3 separate regions of the Sus scrofa genome follow, and all the other regions are linked to region 2. The links are chromatin contacts, called in public HiChIP or PLAC-seq and promoter capture Hi-C maps. All regions are on one chromosome and are shown on one strand. The core of a region is the stretch at or near the end of the contact, and the rest is flanking DNA. Distances in the headings are between cores, read along the strand shown. Region 1 holds the start of LOC100515824 (insulin receptor substrate 1-like). Region 2 holds the start of TAF6 (transcription initiation factor TFIID subunit 6). Region 3 holds the start of FBXO24 (F-box only protein 24).

Evidence for each region. Promoter capture Hi-C pulls out the DNA fragments that hold promoters and counts their contacts. HiChIP or PLAC-seq counts read pairs in DNA pulled down with a chosen protein or histone mark.
Region 1: a contact with region 2 is called in a promoter capture Hi-C map of fetal skeletal muscle, with 4 times the contacts expected there. The contact joins the promoter of LOC100515824 here to the promoter of TAF6 in region 2. A contact is called at or near these places in 1 of 5 promoter capture datasets (fetal skeletal muscle), 2 of 47 Hi-C or Micro-C datasets (embryonic fibroblasts and epiblast stem cells) and 2 of 2 datasets of contacts at active chromatin or transcription factors (alveolar macrophages and skeletal muscle).
Region 3: a contact with region 2 is called in an H3K27ac HiChIP or PLAC-seq map of alveolar macrophages. The contact joins the promoter of FBXO24 here to the promoter of TAF6 in region 2. A contact is called at or near these places in 2 of 5 promoter capture datasets (fetal liver and liver) and 2 of 2 datasets of contacts at active chromatin or transcription factors (alveolar macrophages and skeletal muscle).

The regions. Positions count from the first base shown.
Region 1 is chr3:8,493,097-8,495,796 of Sscrofa11.1, forward strand. LOC100515824 (insulin receptor substrate 1-like) reads left to right here and starts at 1,440. Exons shown (of 2, transcript XM_013995453.2): 1 at 1,440-2,140; 2 at 2,330-2,700. The coding sequence starts at 1,735. It overlaps LOC106509647 (a long non-coding RNA gene), which reads right to left and starts at 2,066. Exons shown (of 7, transcript XR_002342293.1): 1 at 1,164-2,066; 2 at 663-842.
Region 2 is chr3:8,025,542-8,028,241 of Sscrofa11.1, forward strand. It overlaps TAF6 (transcription initiation factor TFIID subunit 6), which reads right to left and starts at 1,441. Exons shown (of 15, transcript XM_021086197.1): 1 at 1,149-1,441. It overlaps CNPY4 (protein canopy homolog 4), which reads left to right and starts at 1,456. Exons shown (of 6, transcript XM_021086210.1): 1 at 1,456-1,703. The coding sequence starts at 1,589.
Region 3 is chr3:8,510,117-8,512,816 of Sscrofa11.1, forward strand. It overlaps FBXO24 (F-box only protein 24), which reads left to right and starts at 1,310. Exons shown (of 20, transcript XM_021086233.1): 1 at 1,310-2,700. It overlaps LRCH4 (leucine-rich repeat and calponin homology domain-containing protein 4), which reads right to left and starts at 1,226. Exons shown (of 23, transcript XR_002342282.1): 1 at 879-1,226.

The sequences.
Region 1 (2,700 bases), core at 190-2,689, 470 kb after region 2:
TGTCTTTTGTGTTCCTGCCACTTCGCACATGGTGCATATGTCAAGGCTACACTGGAGGCGATGGCCGGGGACATACTTATGTCCTGGTGTCAGCTTAAGGATCTATGACATATCTGCCTCTCCCTGGCCAACACCTATTGATGGTGGAGGCTGCCACAGGCCCCCCCATGTACCACGTGAGCTGCCAGCACCTCTCCCGCACCTTAGAGAGGCGCTGGCTGACCTGAGAGGCACCTGGAGTAGGCACTGGGTACCACCTGCCTGCTGGCCAGATGCCCATCCTCACAATGCCAGGCAGTGCCCTGCATCATGCTTGCAACATGACCTGTAAAGGATGTTCGAGGATGCCAGCCTCCCTGTCCACTAAACCATTGGCTCCTCTGGTATCCCAGCTCCTTCCTCCAAGGCCTGGGTGGGAAGCCCCGCCAGCCCTGCTTGGGCTTTCCTGACCCTTGAACTAGTCTATGAAAACGAACCAGATGGCCTTGCTTCAGTACTCCTGTTACAGCTCCTTCCTCACCTGAAGGCACTCCTCCCCCAAATACCATCTTTAACTGGGGCCACAGCTGCCCCCTTCCCCTCCCCAACCCTCAGCTCCCCCAGGGCCCTTCAGGTATCCTGCTTGCCAGGACAGGGATATCATAAGGTCCTCTAAGGCCCACCTGTCAACCCGTGGTTTGTCTTGCAGAGTGTACACTGACCAGCGCCATGGCCCCCGCCGTCAGCAGGTGGTCCTTGGAAGGATCAGAGGCGGGTGTAGGGCGTTCCTGCTATGGCACGGGTCGCAGCTGAGGCTCGGATTTGATTCCTGTCCCAGGAACCTTCATAGGTGGCAGGTGTGGCTGAAAAAGGGGAAAAAAGAAATGGATGTAAAAGTGCCTGAATCCCAACCCCATTTCAAACTTCTTGGGATGCAAGGGGGCAAAGGGTACCCCCATGAAGACACCTCCTGTCACCCCAACCCTGCAGAGAACCTGAACCTCCAGCTCCACCGAGGTCAACTTAGCCCAGTGCTCGGCGGCCCTGGCTCCTAGGATTACTTGGAAAGGAAGAGAACAGAACCATTCTGAGCGGGACCGGGGAGGCAGGGGACACGGGTGCTGGCGGCCTAGAGCCGGAAGGGGGTCCCGCTGTAAAGGCAGCCGGCTTAGCAGCCCCCTTACCTCCAGGACTGCGGACGAGGCCGCCAGCGGTCACCACGGACGTAGCTCCACGCACACTCTCTTCACCTCACAGCTTTCTCCGCGCTCAGGTCGGGTCAGAAGAGACGCCCCCAACACCTCCCCGCCCCGGCACCAGCCCAGGCCGAGGCCGCCTCTCCCGCACTCGGCAACTCAAACTCCACGCCCACCGCGCGGAGTCCAGCTCCGGGGCGCGTGAGGGTTAACCTCGCGGGGGTGGGGACTTGGGCGCAGTCGGCGTTGGGAGGGAGGGGAGAGGAGGCGGCGGGAGGCCACTGGGTTGAGGCTCCGAGCCCGGCGGAGCCTCGGGTGTCTCAGGCCGTCGAGCAGTCACTGGGTCACACGCTGCGCGCAGCGAGGGGCCACTGCAGACCCCCTGCCCCAAACTTCAAGTCGGGAGCGGGGGAGAGAGACGCCGGGCATTAAGGCAGTGGCAGCCTGTCAGGACGCTGCCCCCTCCCCCGGGACCGCTACCTCTAGAACCCCACCTCGGCGAGCCTCTTCCCAGCCGTCTCCGCTCCTGCTCCGGCCACTTGGTCGCCTTTGGCCCAGGATGAAGCCCAGAGGCGGCGGCGGCGGCAGCCCCACGACGGCCCCGGAGTCTGAGTCGGCCGACGTGGCCCTGGGTCCGCTGTCGCCCTGGGCCTGCCCGGCTGACGTGCGGCTCTGCGGCCACCTTCGGAAGCACAAGTCCCAGCACCGCCGCTTCTTCGTGCTCCGCGCGGACCCGCCGCGCCTCGAGTGTTACGAGAGCGAGAAGAAGTTCCACGCCGGCCGAGCGGCTCCCAAGCTCAGCGTGAGCCTGACGGGCGCGTGCACCATCAGCAAGCGCGTGGACGCGCGCCAGCGCCACCTGATCTTCCTCTTCACCGCCGACCGCAGCCTGGGCGTGGCGGCGGCCAGCGAGGCGGAGCAGCAGGCGTGGTACAGCGCCCTGCTTGAGGCGCGCGCCGCCGCCGGTGAGGCCCAAGCCCAGGGTGGGAGGGTGGGGGGGGTGATCGTGGATTTGGCTTATCCGTAGGCTGTCCCTCCCCCAGGTCTCCGAAATCCAATCCAAAATGAAGCGTTTACGCGTTGTCAGTCCCCGGGGCACACTGACTCCAAGCTCCCGGCCCAGAAGCTCTGTGACCCGCCTGTTGTCTCTCCAGGGCCCAGCTCCCACGAGGACCCCGAGGCCTGGATGCTCGCTCCGTTTCAGGACATCTGGCCCGTGACGCTGCGGCCCAAGGGGCTGGGGCAGACACGAGGCCTGGGCAGCGGCGGCTACTGCTTGTGCCTGGGTTCCGGGGTACTGAGCCTGCTGCGGAAGCCCAGGGGCAGAAGCTCCAGGGCCACCCAGGCACCTCCGCCCCCAGCCCTGCGCCTGTCCCTGCTCAGCGTGCGCCGCTGTGGTCACGCAGACTCTTTCTTCTTCCTGGAGCTCGGGCGCTCAGCACCCACAGGTCCCGGGGAGCTGTGGCTACAGGCGCCCGATGCTGTGATGGCCCAAAGCATTCACGAGACTGTCCTGGCCGCCATG
Region 2 (2,700 bases), core at 191-2,690:
AGGTCCTTGGTGATCTGCTCTCCCCCCATCACATCTCTGACCTCCTTTCCTTCCTTTCACACTGATCCAGCCCCACTGTCCTCCTTGCTGTGATGGCCTTTGCTCTGTTCCCTCTGCTTGGAATGCTCTTCCCCAGATGTCCCTGGCTGCTGATTTCTATCACCCTATTCACTACTGCACCCCACCTCCACTCTGCTTTAAAAAAATTCCCATGGAATTTAATATCTGCTAGTACACATTGTATTACTTCTTATGACTACATCTCCCTTTTCCTCACCGTGTCCACAGAGATGTTCGGTGTTATGTTCACTGATGTATTCTGAGACCCTAGAATGGAGCCTGAGACACACTAGATACTCAGTAATAAACATTTGTTGAATAAATGAATGAGTTGTAATACTTAAACATGTACGTGCTCAATAAATACTCGGTACCACTATTATCGAATCAACAAGACATAGGTCCAAGCTCGGAATCTACTTTTGTGGCCAAAAGGAAAGTGGCTCGCTTGAAGTTGGCATTAGGAAAGCTAATGTCAAAAGTGTTTAGGACTCACTGTGGGGTGTAGGTGGGGGGCGGGTGTGGGCCTACTGGAGGGGGCGGGAAGATGAAGGTGAAAGACAATTTAGTTCTCAAACTATCCCAAGTCTCCTCCCCCCTTTTACAAGCCTTATCTGCAGGGAACACACTTATTCAACACATACTCTGTGTCTGGAGCCGGGTATATAGGAGGCGATGGTGTCCCAGTTCCCTGGCGAACTCCCATTAATCCTGCAATACCCTGCGGTACCCTCTGCCAGTAAAGGCTCACAAAACACGCTACGGCCTTAAGAAACCTCAGGCCAGTGGAGTCGGCAGGAAGGCTTCACTGAGGGTTAACTTGACCTAGATCCATGTGGCAGTCTCCCCAACAGGGAAGCGGTTCGAAGGTCCCCGGGCAACGGGGACAGCGCGAAAGAAGGCGTAGAGAGCCCCCCTCATCCCCCCAACATCCCTCCAGTGCACACACACAGAGTCCCAAAGCGCAAGGACACACAACCAACCGTCCTCCTGCAGTCCCCACTCGGGCCCTTCAAAGGGCCTAATCCCGGGTACCACTCAGACCCGCCCCCGCCAGCCGAGCTCCCCGCGCAGGAAAAGCCTCTCACCGCCGCCAAAGCGCCGCTCACCCGGCGCTCGGCGCCATGTTGGCCCCGCCCCCTCCGGGCGCAGGTCCTGGCAGCGACCGAGAACAGATTACGGCCCCTTCCCCAAGCCGGAATAAGCCCTCTGGGCTCACGGCCTGAAACAATATAAAAATGGTGTCTCTGTGCCTACGTGTAAGGAGCACACCCTCTTGATGTAATTACTTCAGTTTATTCCTTCACTATCCGGCGGCCAGGACCTTCGGGAGGCGCCACAAAACCTAGGCGGGGAAGCCCGGAGCGCAACGAGGCCCCGCCCGCTATGGGGTCGGCACTGCGCGTGCGCCTCCTGCCTTGCGTTGGATTAATGCTGCAGCAGACACCTTCGGGATTTAAAGGGCCCGCTGCCTGTCCGGAGTTGCTTTGAAGGCAAGGGGGTGGTTGGTTGTGGACGACCCTTGATCATGGGACCTGTGCCGTTGGGAATGTTGCTTTTCATTTTGACTATGTACGGTGCTTGCGCTGGGACAATGAAGGAGGAAGACGATGACACAGAACGCTTGCCCAGCAAATGCGAAGGTATCTAAAGGGAGTAGCCCCTATTCGCATCTCTCTGCCCCACTTCCTTCGTCTGGGCCAGACCAAATGGACTATGATGGGTGGGTCACTCGACCTCCTTAAGGACCCGAGGGAGATGCTTGTGGAGCCTGATGGAATTCGAATGGGGTCAAGGGAAAGAATGCATAGCGCTCCTCCCAAACTATGGTACTACAATTCCCATGAGAAATTCAGAGGGAGCCTGCTTGTTCTTGCTGGTTTGGGTCCCAATGGTTTGTGGGAATTGTAGTTCAGAGACTATCGGTCCAGGACCGCCCACTCTACTGAGCATCTTCAATGTGTGTCTGTATGAGTGTGTGTGTATGTGTTTTCCGTATGCCACCAGACCTAAATCTGGGGAGCCTGCAGGAATGGGGTGTCAGGCTCAATACCTTGTGGACATCCTCTGCTCCACCCTGGCAGAGACTGTCCCAAATTACAGGCCTCATGCTCTCCTGAGAGGATATAGGAGTGAGTAAATCAGCCCTTGAAGCTCATAAAAGAAAGAAGAGGCCACACAGCTGGGAGAGGTTCCCCATAATTGTAAGGCTTTGAAGAGGGTGTGCGCTGAATGGATTTTACAGTGAGCAACATCTTCTGTGGCTGCATCACTTTTGGGGCCTAGCTGGGAGAAGACATTTCAGATCTGGACCATCGAGTGCCCTGGTTTCTTAGTTTGTTGCCTTCCTGGCTTTAATTTCTTCCTGAATTCTTTTCCCCTTTGCCTCACTGCACACTGCACTTCAATATCAGTGTTCCTCACTACTTAGTCCTAATCTCTCCTCTCCTTTCATTTGTGTCTCCATTCATACCCTCTTACACCTGTCAGTTTTTCTAAACATAGTCTTAATTGTGGTCTTTGCTTTAACACCTCTTCAGGCCTCCTGCTGTGATTAGATTACAGCCAAAGTCTTGGCCATAACATCCAAGTCTCTTTGTTGTCTGGCCTCCATCTCTCTTACATTTCCACACCCCACCT
Region 3 (2,700 bases), core at 60-2,559, 480 kb after region 2:
CACCTGTTACAGTGGCGTCCCCTACACCCTACCGTCAACAGACACCAGGATGGAAGACGCATGATTGTTAAGAGCCTATGGTAGGGGGAGTGGGAAGGACAGCTAGACGGTCTCTAGCTTCCCAGCACTCCCCGCTGGGAGATAAGATTTCCTTCCTTTCAGCAACTGCAAGTCCCCTCCCCTAGGGAAAGCAGAAACTGTACTGGGAATTCTAGGGTCTCTATGAGATCACAGGCTCCACAGTGATCTCACACACGCAAGGAGGAGGAGTTGCAGATAAAGGGATTAGGGATAATGGGAAGAGCTCAGGGAGAAAAGAGTTGGCGGGAGGTGGGAGATTTGCTTTTCTCCCACAGGCTGCCTGGGTGAAGAGCCGGGTCCGAGCAAAGGAAACAGAAACTTGGGGCTATCAGGGGCAAATCCATGGGAAGCCGCAGGGAACCTGGGGCTGCTCCTATCTTGGTGGAACAGGGGAAAGAGTTGGAGGCGAAGTGCAGAAAGAGAAATGAGTCATTAGAGGGGCTCGTGGGAACGATCAGAATTGAGGTTGAAGAGGTCACGCAAATAAGCCAAACTAGGGGAGGGGCGGGACCATTCTACAGGTGCGCAGATACGCAAATAAAGACAAACGGAGGTGGGGGCGCTCTCACAACGCTCGGCCGGGGACCCTGGGCGTTCCGTGCAAACGAGAAAAGTGTTCATTGTCTAGTAGTTCTTAAAATGGGGAAGGGGTGGCAGCTGACTTATGCAAAACAGCAGAATCCAGAACTCGGACCACCAGGTGAGGGAGCCGGCCAGGCTCCCTGGCTCCAGGAAAAACGAGGGGCGGGGCTATGCAAACGAGGGTCCCCGCGGGGCCCTGGGCCGGGTGCACTCACCAGCCTGGGTGATGTCTGACAGGTCGTAGCTGCGGGCCGCGCCCCGGGGGAAGTGCTTCAAACGCCGGTTAGACAGGTTCAGGGTCCCGGTGGCCACGGCCTCCTCTAGAGCCCGCTCTGCACTGCGGCTCCCGGGCAGACCCGGAGATCCTGGGACGGAGGTTGTGGCCGCCGCCTCCTCACCCCCAGCGGCGAGTGAGGCCGCTACCACCGCCGCCATCCGCTCCTGGCGGCTCCCGCTGCCTGACTGACGGGACCGGCCGTCCCTCCTTGCCCCTCCCCCTCCTCGGAGCCGCCGTAGTGGCTTCCAGGGGGAGGAAGCGGGCTCGAGGACCCGGCGGGCCAATCGCTGTCCCGGGACGCGTCGGAAGTGGCTAATCAGAACCCGCCGGGGGGGTGGGGACTCCGGCGCTGGAGTGAGGCGAGACACGGGAGGGGGACTAGAATGGAGCGCTCGCCAACGGCCGACGTTCCAGGCCGGCCCACCCCGCGCAGCCGCATCCAATCACAAATCTTAGGGGTGGAGATGGTCCAATCAGGTCCAGTCAGGAGGCGGGGACGCCGGCGCTCCACTTGAAATGATAGAGGCGGTGAAAAGCAAGGCCGTCTCTTTTTCCAACGAAGACAAATCGCAAGCCATACACAGGCGAGTGACTGTCGAGAAGGCCAATTAGATCCTCCAAAGGGAACCTGACCCGGCCTCTTCTCTGAGGGACGGCTCTATCTACCAATAGCATGGGCGAGAAGGCGGTCCCTTCACTAAGAAGGAGGCGGGTGAGCTAGAACTTTGAGACCGACGTAAAGAATGTGAGCGCTGCGTGTTGGGCAGGCTGGAAGGAGTAGAGGGACTGCAGTAGCGTGTGCGAGCTGGACATGTTAGGGAGCGAGCCTGCTGTGGTGGCAGCAGGCAGATTGTGGGTATAGGGGGAGCTGGAGGCAAGACGATATCTGAGGCCAGTGAACAGGGGGTCGTTGCAACCGCAGGGACCATGAATGTCATATCAGCTGCAGAGGCCGAGGCCCGGAGACAGTCTCCGGAGGCTGGGCGGACAGGCGGCTTCCCAGGGACCGGGGATGCCCAGCTCAACTCCTGGAGGGAGGGTTACGGGAGACCAGGAGATCCTCGAAAATAACCGCCCGATCTGCCCCCTTGCCCAAAGAAGTACGCCTGGGCAAATTGTGATGATCAGACCTGGGGGCTTAGTCTAGAAGGGACCTCATCTAGAAGAGGACCGCCGTTTCACAAACGAGGAAAGTGAGACAGAGGGAAGAGCTGTCAAGAGCAAACAGCAAGTTATCGACAGCTCGTTCTAGAGGCCAGGCTTCCTTCCCCCTGCATCAACTTTTGCAGTGGGCTTTTTTCTGTTCGCATCCTCTTCTTTGTCTCCCGAAGTGAAACTGAGTGGATAAAGGGGACCCAAATACAAGAGGAAGTTACCGATTCTTGCTCCGTCCACGGAGAGTCTTAACATCCTGTTAAGTGGCATAAGAACCCAATATAGTCCATTTAATTGGTTAATAGCTACCTAGCCACAAATAGCTCAAGGTTCTTTCCCATAAGTCACATCTCAGATGCTGACATTCCAGAACATTTATTGAGTTATTAAAATTCCATCCCAGGTGTCCCAAACTAGCTGTTTACTAGGCCCCCTGAATAAGGGAGTTTGATTGGCTGGCTGACAGTCTGTTCACCAGCAGAGTAAACGAATGAGTCTATAGTACTGTGCAGCTGAGGGCTGGTTGTCCAGGCCTGGATTCCTTGGAGTTCCGGGAAGATCCAGATATTCCTTGGTTGGACTGGTGCAGATCCTCTGCCCCCACA